3 separate regions of the Mus musculus genome follow, and all the other regions are linked to region 3. A link is a contact called in public Hi-C data. All regions are on one chromosome and are shown on one strand. Each heading gives the region's core, a stretch centred on a gene start, on an enhancer-like site or on the middle of the called end of the contact. The rest is flanking DNA. Distances are from core to core; before and after follow the strand shown. Region 1 overlaps Gm30712 (predicted gene, 30712). Region 2 has its middle 8.9 kb from the start of Gm31164. Region 3 has its middle 3.6 kb from the start of Gm30925.

What was found. Hi-C and Micro-C count contacts between places; a contact is called where the count stands out from the background.
Region 1: a Hi-C map of Th2 cells shows a contact between it and region 3, with 2.4 times the contacts expected there. The contact joins two enhancer-like sites. A contact is called at or near these places in 16 of 484 Hi-C or Micro-C datasets (the C2C12 cell line, the STO cell line, Sertoli cells and 7 more) and 2 of 115 datasets of contacts at active chromatin or transcription factors (CD8 T cells and kidney).
Region 2: a Hi-C map of uterus shows a contact between it and region 3, with 2.4 times the contacts expected there. The contact joins two enhancer-like sites. A contact is called at or near these places in 1 of 39 promoter capture datasets (the 3T3-L1 cell line), 3 of 484 Hi-C or Micro-C datasets (the 3T3-L1 cell line, the C2C12 cell line and uterus) and 1 of 115 datasets of contacts at active chromatin or transcription factors (pancreatic cancer cells).

Annotation. Positions count from the first base shown.
Region 1 is chr8:115,724,775-115,728,482 of GRCm38.p6, reverse strand. The region is part of intron 3 of Gm30712 (predicted gene, 30712); the gene reads right to left. Among named protein-coding and RNA genes, the nearest start is that of Gm51552, 7.2 kb to the right of the region's middle. Within about 2 kb of position 2,037, at least 11 of the 459 cell types and tissues checked have an H3K27ac peak or open chromatin away from gene starts, as enhancers often do. A contact at or near this core is called in Th2 cells and group 2 innate lymphoid cells, where this site is marked.
Region 2 is chr8:115,895,727-115,899,542 of GRCm38.p6, reverse strand. No RefSeq gene overlaps it. Among named protein-coding and RNA genes, the nearest start is that of Gm31164, 8.9 kb to the left of the region's middle. Within about 2 kb of position 1,837, at least 12 of the 459 cell types and tissues checked have an H3K27ac peak or open chromatin away from gene starts, as enhancers often do. A contact at or near this core is called in uterus, where this site is marked.
Region 3 is chr8:115,824,860-115,828,409 of GRCm38.p6, reverse strand. No RefSeq gene overlaps it. Among named protein-coding and RNA genes, the nearest start is that of Gm30925, 3.6 kb to the left of the region's middle. Within about 2 kb of position 1,644, at least 21 of the 459 cell types and tissues checked have an H3K27ac peak or open chromatin away from gene starts, as enhancers often do. A contact at or near this core is called in Th2 cells, group 2 innate lymphoid cells and uterus, where this site is marked.

The DNA.
Region 1 (3,708 bases), core at 788-3,287, 100 kb after region 3:
GAGAGTTTAATCTGGTTTACATTATAGTGAGGGAGAGGGAACACGCTTTGGTTCTCATAGGAGACTTCAGGGCTGGAGCAGGAATTCATCAATCCTCCTCCATGGATCTTGAGACAAAGAAGGTTCCCTAAGACCCAGAAACTATCCATAGTACATACCCCATATCCTCTGCAGGGTCTTGTTTCCCCAATCATTGACTTCATTCATTCATCCAATTACTCATTCATGGATTTATCCATCCATCCATCCACCCATTTATCTGTCTGTCCATCCATCCATATATACTCATTAACCCATTCATTCATTCATTCATTCATCATTCATCGTTCATCATTCATTCACTTAGTACACTCTTTGCTATTGTACCCTTATTGGAAAAAGGAGTTAAGACACCGCTCATGCCCTCGAAGAACTCATGGATCTACGGAGAGACAGATGATGGTTATTAATTAATTCTGTAAAGGAACAATGAGAATTGACAGGGAGCACGGATTAGGAAGAAAAGGCTGAAGGGATTTAAAGGAGACTGGTGAATTAGAATGTTCTCGGCTTTGAGTAAGAGACGGTCCGTGGAGCTTGCACAAGGAAGTTTTTTACCTTATTCAGTGGTCGGCTGTAGATAAAGGTGAAAGAGTGACTTCAGATTTGATGCCCTAATTAGGTTCTATCTTCAGTCACCAGTTGCTTCTATTACCGCCCCCCTTGTTTGTGTGTGTGTGTGTGTGTGTGTGTGTGTGTGTGTAGACAAAGTTTTGTATTTGGTTCAGTCCTTCCACCACATGGAGCCAGAAAACTGAAGTCAGGTTGTTTGGTTTGGCAAGGAGCACCTTTACCCACTGAACCATCTCACCAGCCCTGTCACTCTCTCCTTCCATCACCATTGACTTATCTTCCTTCTCTTGCTTTATAGTGAAAGGTTGCAAGGTAGCTGCATGACAGCAATGCATGAAGCAAACTGCACTTACCAGGCTGCAGGGCCTGGAACTGTACCTAAGACAGACACAGGAGGAGAGTTCAGGGAAGTACATGGCAGGAAAGGGAAGGACTTCCTTCATCTTCCAACATCATTAGGTCTGCACAAGCCCGATGCGATGGCACTCACCTTCAATACAGGCGTTGGGAGGCAGAAACAGGTTATCTCTGTGGCTTAGAGGCCAGCCTAATCTACGAGTGTTCCAGGGGGAGCCTACATAGTGAGACCCTGTCACAAAAACAACACAAAGTCCACAGAAGAACTGACCTGGAGTTAACCTGGTTTTTACAGTGTTGAGGTTAGGCCTCATATCCCACCATGCAAAAAAATTAAAAATAAAAAACTTTAAAAGTGGTTTTGGGCAGATCTGGGCTCCCAACCAGATATAGTCACTGGCCTTGGCTTCCCAGCAGGCACACCAGTGAGGAGGCAAGTTTTGTTTATGAAACCTGTACTACCGCCCTCACACAGCACAGTCATTTTGAATCCTCAGTGTGGGTGGATGCTCACCACAAGTTGGTGTGAGCCCCAGGTTTTTCACCCAGGTAGTACTCCCTTGCACACCCACCCCTTAGAGATCAGCATGTATACACCTTCCGCAGGATCTTTGTGTCCTCTACCTGAGGAAGTAGCTCATTATGGTTCTCAATCGTGGGGGTTTGTTTTTTGTTTGTTTGTTTGTTTGTTTTTTAGTGTGACTTTTGCCTTCCAGCTCAGGAAAATGTACAGTGAATGTCATCAGAGAAGAACTCAGAACTATGGTGACCTTCATCATCCCAGGTTGCCACCCAACTTCCTGGCTGCTGGCTAGAGATCGCAGAAGGAGCTGGCTGTCAAGACATCTCATGTGAAAACTGAACAAATTTAATACTGAGGTTACTGAGAGAAAGTAAAGTGTGACACCCTATAGAATCTGTGGTGTCGACTCACATCTTCACTGAGTAAGCTTTCCCTTTAAGCTTCAACTTCAACCCAATTAGGGCTCGGCTAATTAGTTTTGTGCACTGCACAACACTTGGGGGGAAAGGTCATTCTGGTATATAATTTTCTCTCCCTTTCAAAGCCACAAACCTGCCTCACAGGGACAAGGTTTTAACTTCCGCTTCTCAGCAGCAAAACAAGCTGAGTCACATGTTTCTATGAATTCCACCCCCCTAAAACTTCAGATTAATAATAACAGCAGTAGCGTGCATTTGTCCATGGAGCACAGGTGTTGGGGTCTGCACTGGATCTCACCTGTCATAGAACCTCCACAAGATATAAGCAGCCCATATCATACCAAAGCAAGCTATGTTTCACAGTGGCTAAGAATGGGCAGGGAGCATTCATATGATGGGAGAGAATACAGAGATAATAGAAGAAAGAATAAGAGGCCATGCAGGTGGTTGGGAGAGAATATAGACCCATCATTAGGAGACCTTGAACCTTGACTTTAACCATGCCTTGGACAACAATTTTTCCTTTCTAGAAGTTTCAAGGCATTTAGATGGGAGTCATGCTCTATAATAACAAACTACAGGTGACTATGTGACTGCACTTAAAAGGGCAGCTTCTACCATACACATGTTATTCCTGCAAGAATATTGGAGTTTCTCAAGATGGAAGTAGGGAGCGATTCAGCATTGCTTGTTTTGAAGGACACCCTATGCCAGAAATTATAGGAAGCATTGTCACGCTTTCTCATGAAAACAGTTTTTTTTTGGGGGGGGGAGGGGAAGTAAATGAACAGGCTGATGGTAGTCTTCTAGTTGACAATGTTTTGTGCCCATTCAAGAAAAAGTTGGCAATTGTATGATGAGTAGGAAAAGCCTAGAGAGCTGGAAGGGTTCTTTCTGAAAGTCCCTGGGTATCGATTTTGTTCTCTTTGGTTTGGGATGGTTTTCTTTGTTTGTTTGCTTTTTGATTTTGAGTCTCTGACTAACCTCAAAGTCGCTGTATAGCCAAAGTTATCCTTGAACCCATTCCCAATCCTCCTACCCTTGCCTTCCATGGGCTAGGATTATAGGCACGCATCATCATTCCTGGCTTGCCTGAGCACTGGATCCATCACATAGATTGGTGGATAAATCTACAATATTGAAAGATCAGTTAAATCAAGATAGAAACACTGCTTTTCCCAAGCTGTGTGGAGCCTGAGGGCTGAATGTGAACTGGGAACTATTTGACTCTATAATTTATGTAGGGATGCATGCCCTTAGCCAAGGCTTCCCATGGTTCATCTAGTAAATCATGAAACATGGTACAGCACACAGACTCAGCTGTGTCAGGGCCTCATGTACTCATCCCAGTGTCTCCACCTCCTCTCTCTGTCTCAACAAAGTATCAGTTGAGCACAGGGCTTATCCCTGGCTTCATTCTTGCCTGTCCCTACATCCTCCTTACTCTTTCTATAACATCCTGTCCTGTAACATAATAATTTTGTATTAAACCTCTACAGGCAAAAGTTCAGCTACAAAGACACTTGCAGTTAGAAGGGGTCATTGGAAGGGTTCAGGTGACTGGCAGTTGGGATTTCATCCTTAGTAGCTGCAGGAGACCAGAAAGGTGAAAGGATAGGGTCTTCATCAAAAACTCATCTGACAACTGTCTCAGGGAGCGCGCTGTGCACCTGGGCTGGGTTCAGAACACATCTTTATACCTTTATGAGATTGCTCGACTCCACTCAAATTGGCTGGTTCTTATGGAAAGGTAAGAAGCTCAAGGAGATGAGCCAGTGACCTGGACTTCAGTCACTG
Region 2 (3,816 bases), core at 588-3,087, 71 kb before region 3:
TCTTGGGGAGAAAAGGGAAACCCGGGGGGCTCTGCAAAGCTTAAGAAATTGTAGTTGTTACAGAGGTACCAACTGGCATGGCCCACTTAAAGCTGCCAGGGTCAGTCCCTGCAAACTGAAGGGAGGGGAAAGGTAGGGCCTCAGGTGGTCCGTCATCTTGATGGCCAAGAGGATGGAGTTCAGTCAGTGGTTGACCATATCTGCTCATCAGTTCATCAACTGCACATGCCACCCAGCCATTTGTACCCTTCTCTTCATCCAATGTGCCAGAGAATAGCTATACACTGAGTAGCAAAAGACAGTTCCCTCATTCAAGTATTCTGGAAGTTCCCCTAACTTTATTTTTCCATTGGAAGAAGCTTCCTGGAAATAAATGGGAGATGAAGCACTAGTTCCTGGTTGAAGTCATTCACCACTCTAGTTGGAAGTGTGCTGGTGATCCAGGGAGCTGTCTGTGAAACTCTTCACTCCATTCAGCATTCAGAGACTTCTTTCAGGTAGCTGGAAGTCAGCCATGATGGGTGTAGCTACACCTCAGAAATGGGAAATCAGCATTTACCAGGCCTTCCTCTCCCCTACCCCTCCTGGGCAACCCCACAGGAAGCCAAAGACCAGAACATTGTTTGAAAATTCACAACTGCCCATTCCTGATCCTGTGATTGTGAATGTATCATAATCCTCTGATCCATATCAACTATGGTCCCTGATATGCACCAGCCTTCTGCCAGCTCCTGGGAGTTAAGTGAGAACACAGACAAGATCTTTACCCCCATGAACTACACATACCATGCCATCCACCTCAACTCCACATTGATGGTTATATGCAATTTTTCCAGACATGCAGATTACCAATCAGAACTTCCAATCCACTTAAAGAAAATAATGGTGACCATAAATGTGAACTTGTCCTATCTCCAAAGAATTGGCAGTTTATACAACATCAGGTAGGACACAGAGATGTCTGACTGTCTAATTTCTGCTTATAATACTGATTATCAAAGGACTCATAGGTGTGAGGCTGGGGTTAACCCCCTTCACCCCCATCTCCATTTTATATGTGAGAATTCCAAAGGAGGAGGGGTAGTAGACTGAAAGTTACACATTTGGAAAGTGGAATAGAACGGGCAATGGAGTCTTTCAAACGGGGCCACACACATCCCTGTGCTTTGTAACTAGTAGAGTGCTCTGTAAGCACCATCCAAGCACCATCCTGAGTGACGATCTTACTTGTTGGTATTGCCCTTACTACTGCAGAAACTGGAGAGGTGCGTCACATGCCAGTCATCACCCTGGATGTAGCTCTGAAGGACAAAACACCCAAGTCAACTTCGTAGGAGTTGTGTGTCCATCTGCCAGCCTCCCATGCAGACTCAATTGTCAATGGGTAGAGGCTAGGAGAGGAGAAGATGGGGAAGCAAAGATTTTCATGTACACTCCACTGTGTTTGAGATGATTAGCTAAGATTCCATTGGTCCCAACCACCCAGCAATCGGTCTTTCACCAGCATTGGGTCTGTCAGAAGAGCCAAGGCAGAGGAGTCCCAGCTGCTGGAGTCAGAGGCTCCCTCCCCTCTACACACAGGAAGCCACTCTTCCTAGCAAAACAAAATGTTCCTGCTTATAATTATTTATTTATTTATTTAAGGAAAAAAAAAGAAAAGAAAAGAAGAAAAAGAGCCACTCGAGGCATAAAGTTGCTCTGAAGCCAGTTGTCTTCGAAAACTCCAAAAATGATAACAACTGTCTTTCTCTTATTTCACTTTTTTCCCCCAAACCATATGGACAGGGCCAGCTCAATGCATCATCGGTTGTTGATGCTAGAGCAGCTGTCGGCACCCTGATAATGCCACAGTATGGTTCGGCTGCAGCCTGCCAAACCACACTGTATGGAAATCATCTTGGAGATTAAAAAAAAAAAAAAAGAAGAAGTAGAATAGAGGGAGGGAGGGAGGGAGAGAGGGAGGGAGGGAGGGAGGGAGGGAAAATAAGTAAATAAATTGAACCCCACTTTGAGCCAGATTCCAACTATGAACCAACCGTTGCAAGGAGGTGGGGGTATCATCCTATAAATAGTATAAAATTCAGTATTGTTCTAACCAGGACACACTGTGATTTGTCTGGTTAATCGCAACTAGTATTTGACCTTTGCAAAGGTACAATTTGAGTTTCAGTGCCAAGAGCAACTTCGCATTTTCTTCTTTTAATTACTGCGCTATGATTCAGAAGTCAGCCACAAGAACACAGTTTGGAAACTTGATTCCCTATAGGTTTTAGAAATGTTTTATGTATTTGTTCTGACCATGAAAAAAAAAAGCTACTCATGACACAGATAACCAGCCAAAAACACACATCTTGGCCTGGTGTCCTGGGATCACCCCTAACTTTTATTATTAAAGTCAGTTGACCAAGTCCAGCCCCTGTGTCCTACATACAGAGAGCTCGTGTTCAGCAGAAGGCATTACCACAGAAAAAAAGCCCCCTGTCTCAGGGAAGGCTCCAGCTCTATACAAGCAAGTGGTGGACATTTGTAACTTGTGTTTAACTTCTATGGGCCCAAGTCCTACCTGTTGGGCCTTCTTTGCTGTGATATATCCTCCTGTGAACATCTAGTAGGGGAGTCAATTAAAAGCAAGACACTTGTCCTAGGAGAGTCCTCTCAATGCAAAAGATACTATTCATTTTCTCAATCCCTTCCCAGCCACAAGGAGGGGAGAGACAATTGATAATTCCCATTTCACGGAGAGAACCGCTGAGCCTTATAATAGAGAAATAACTTGTCTAGGGCTTTGGTGGGTTAAATTGTCTCCACTCCAAAATGAACACTGAAATCTTCACTCTCTGGTGGCGGTGAACGTGGCCTTATTTGGGAATAGGGGGTTTTTTGCAGATGTAATTAAGATGGAAACTGAAGTAAGAGCATACTTATTTATACAGGGAGCCCCTAATCAAATGTGACCAATGGCCTTATATATAAGAAAAAAAAATGCACTGTGGAGACACAGATCTCATGTGAAGCCAACACACACACACACAGAAAGATGGTGTCAAGTCACATAGGGTGAGCATCCTGTAACAACCGAGGAAGACGTGCAAACACTGTAACAACTCTGGGAGAGCCAAGGGGTGGTACAAAGCAACAGAATCCAAGACGAAGACATGAATAGGTTCTCCTCTAGTGCCTTCAGAAAGAGCACGCCCTTTCCCTGGCTTTAGATATCCTACGTTCAGGCCTTGTAACAGTGATTGAGTGAAGTCCTGTTTTGTTTTGGCCCCTACATTATGGAAATTTGCCTCAACTCCCCAGGAGACCAACTGTTCATAGAGCTTGGGCACTTATACCAACTGAATGGCATTTACTCAGTTTGAGGAACAGCCACACCCTATGCAGGAATTTCAACTCTAGGAGTTCTTTTCTTTCTTATTTATTTATGTTTTTGTTTTTGTTGTTTTGTTTTTGTTGTTTTTTATTGGATATTTTATTTATTTACATTTCAAATGTTTTGCCCTTTCCAGGTTTCCCCTCCAAAAACCCCCTATCCCATCCTCCATTCCCCTGCTTCTATGAGCATGCTCCCCCACCCACCTCCCCACTCCCACCTCCCCACCCTGGCATTTCCCCTACACTGGGGCATTAAGTCTTCCCAGGACCAAGGGCCTATACTCCCCAGGACACATGCTCCACTATGTTCATAGCAGCCTCATTTATAATAGTCAGAAGCTGGAAAGAACCCAGATGTCCTTCAACAGAGGAATGGATACAGAAAATGTGGTACATTTACACAATGGAGTACTACTCAGCTATTAAAATCAATGACTT
Region 3 (3,550 bases), core at 395-2,894:
CTTATACCCAACTGCGTATTCTGAAAGGTGCAACTATTCTATTCTAATATTTGTTTTTGATTAACTTCATCTTTGGTGTCTTCCATTAATAAGAATTCCTCAATTTGGGTATCAAGCCTACTTTGTGATGTTAGCTCTCAGGTAGAAAATTTGTCTCTAAGTCACAGAACTGTCCTTATTTTCTCCTGCTAATCTTTTATTATTACTTTCTCACATTAATAACTAACTCACCTAGAGGGTACAGTTGGTACAGTATACAAATATAGATACTATTGCTCCATATATGTTGGAGCCATGGTCAGCTCCTCAATGTTGTCTGGTAAATACACAAACCCTTTTTGATAACTTCTGAGCCATGATCATCATATTTAAAATCTTTGGAGCTTTTGACTCTAGCTGCATATGTATCAAAAGATGGCCTAGTTGGCCATCACTGGAAAGAGAGGCCCACTGGACAGGCAAACTTTATATGCCCCAGTACAGGGGAATGCCAGGGCCAAAAAATGGGAATGGGTGGGTAGGGGAGTGGGGGGGAGGGTGTGGGAGACTTTTGGGATAGCATTGGAAATGTAATTGAGGAAAATACGTAATAAAAAAAAATAAGAGGAAAAAAAATCTTTGTTCACACACTTTTCTTTCTCCAGGGTCTCTGCTCTGTTCTGGCTTTCTATTCTGGAGCCCCCACCTAGATTTTGTTATGAGGGTATTGTTCACAGGTGAGCCTCTTCCTCAGATCCCCCTCTGCCATGGCTGTGGTCCTGTCATCTTCTGTTTCCATCTTCCAGTAACATTTATGTGTTTTATGAAAATAAAGGGAGAATAAATAAATGCTGGTGGAGCTTTTAGGGGAAAAGCTTAGATTTGGTTTTCATGATTCAAGGCATTTATCATTGTGTGCTTTTTAAGTAGAGCCTTGATTAGGGAAAATTAGTGTAATTGTGATTTTCTTAAGTCGTGTGTGTGTGTGTGTGTGTGTGTGTGTGTGCCTGTGTAGTATGTATATATCTGTGTGGGGTGTATGTATGTTCAGATATATGATGTGGTGTATGCAGATGTGGGGTGTGTGTATACATGTATGCATGTGTATAGTTTGTATGTGGTATGCAGGAGGTAGATGCATGTGTATATGTCTATATGTGTGTGTATGTTCACATATATGGTGTGGTGTGTGCTGGTAGTTTGTATGTGTCTATTTGGATGCATGTGTACATGTGTACAGTCTATATGTGGTATGTATGAGGTACATGCTCAAACTATGATCAGCTACATATGTAGGTATACTTGCCTGTGGCATGACATGGAGGCCAGAGGCTGTTGGATGTCTTTCCTTGATTGTTCTCAACATTAGCTTTTGAGACAGGCTTTCCTACTGGACCTTGCATTTGCATTTTCAGCTAGACTGCATGGCCTATGAACTCCTTGAATCCTCACGATTCTCTCTGTATACCCCTCTCCTGAGGTTACAGGGATACAACACTGTGTCTGGCTTCTTACATTCATTCTGAGGCTGGAACATGGGACATTTAGCCACTGAGCCATCGCTCCAGTTCTTTATTAACATTTCTGAGTCATATGTAGATAGGTACACGGGGCTTCCTCCTGCTGTCTATCATTGTGTGGGGGAGCCCAAGACAACCAGAGGTCTGTTGTTGGTTGAATACTACTGTTAAAGTCAAACCCTGCTTGAAGAATGACTCTGCACAGGATGTTGTCCTTCAGAGCTCAGATCACCCCACCCCCACCCCCTTAAGCTTGTGGTATCTTGGCCTGAAGCCTGTTCCCTTCCCAAAATGTTTGTTAGTACAGTGGCGTTTTATGACACTTTATGGAAAAACCAAAGGGTGGAGGGAAGATGACTCTATTCAGCAAATCCACACATTTTAACCTTCTCTTACTGGAATTTGGAATCCTCTGCATACCTTGTTAGCAGAAAGAAAGAGAGATAGATAAAAAGCTTCAAGAATCTTTTTTCCATGCAAGCTTACGAGTGGAACGTTCTTTACCTCTTAACTCTGGCCAGGACAAATGCTGCCCAGGCTCTGAAAACAGCCTGCTATTTAGAAAGGTCTCAAGGCAGCCTTTGCATAACATTTATGACTGTAGTTATCTTTGCAGGATCTCCAGGAGGGACCTAGGAGGCTCAGGGGGTAGAGGCCACTTTATCCTTGCAGAGTTAACCCTGTAGGCAATGTTGGGGGGCCTCAGATTTAACTCCATCTTGCTCTGAGCTCCCTGGTGCTTGTCTCCAGCCTTCAAACCCCACATAGGCAGCTGAGAGGGTTCAGAGGAGCCCTCTGCAGAAGCAGTCATACCTCTGATTCAGTTAAGGAGAGCCTCACTGTGTTCTGATAAGAGTGGCAAGTCAGAGGCACTGGGGCCCAGACAAGGTCCTTTAGACAAATCATGCTGTTCTTAGATTCTCGGAACTTAAAACCAGGGCCCGTGCTACACACAAGTTTGAGATTATCGCTGACAATTATCTAAAATTAACTGCATTTTTCAAATGAAAAACATTTAGGGGATGATCAGATAAGAGGAGCGCCTATTTATACTTGTTGGGGAAGGGAGGGAGGAGGGAGAGAGAGAGAGAGAGAGAGAGAGAGAGAGATCATTTTTGTTACTCACAACATAAAGGGAGACCCACCCACCAGCATCACTTTTTAGAGGAAATGGAGTTTCTAAGAGGATGCCCAGATTCCTTCTAGATCCAGCCAGAGTGGGGCTGTACTTTCTGAGACACTGAATTTGGCACAAGTCAAAATGTTTGTTCACAGGACTAAAGTGGGGTCTGGTGGGTCCTGGCTGTGAAGTGGATATTGAAGGTCAGTTAGCTGTGAGGAGAGGGCAGTGTTCAGCTGACGGGGGCAGCAGGTGAAGTCTCTGTAACTAGACAGACTCAGAGAGGAAGCCTGGCATGCAAGCCAGCACAGGTGTCACTACCTTGAGGAGAGTAACTTAAGAATCTCTCCCCATGCTGCTCTTTCTGTAGGTGAGGGAGAGAAAGCTGGAAATGATCACTTGGCTAGGAAGCAAGAACTGAAACCAGAACCACACATTTTAAAAACAACTTTGACAAATGATCACCTTGCTTTGGTTTTTCACTCCTGGTTTGGTTCCATTTTTCACAGCACAGATCAAAAGTTGTAACAATTGGCCGGGTGCAGTGGTACCCATTTTTAGTCTAGGAACTAGGAAGCCAGTGGTAGGTGGATTTTTGTGAGTTCTAGGCCAAATAGGGCTACATAGTCAGACCCTCAAAAATAACTAAATAAAACCATATTTGGTTTATTTATCAATAAATATATTTATTTGTTAATAAAAGTTATAATAAAAGGAAGGCATGGGAATTAAGGTTGCATGCTGAGAAGGGTGTGCCCAAAGGGCAGACTCCAAGGAGAACAGCCCAATGGTTCAAATGGAAGCTGTGTGTAGATTGTCTTATGATAATTAGCCTGGCAGGAGATTGCATGCCTATAATTCTAGCCCTCTGGAGGCTGAGGCAGGAGGATTATGAGTTTCAATCCAGCCTAGGCTACATGGTGATGATTTC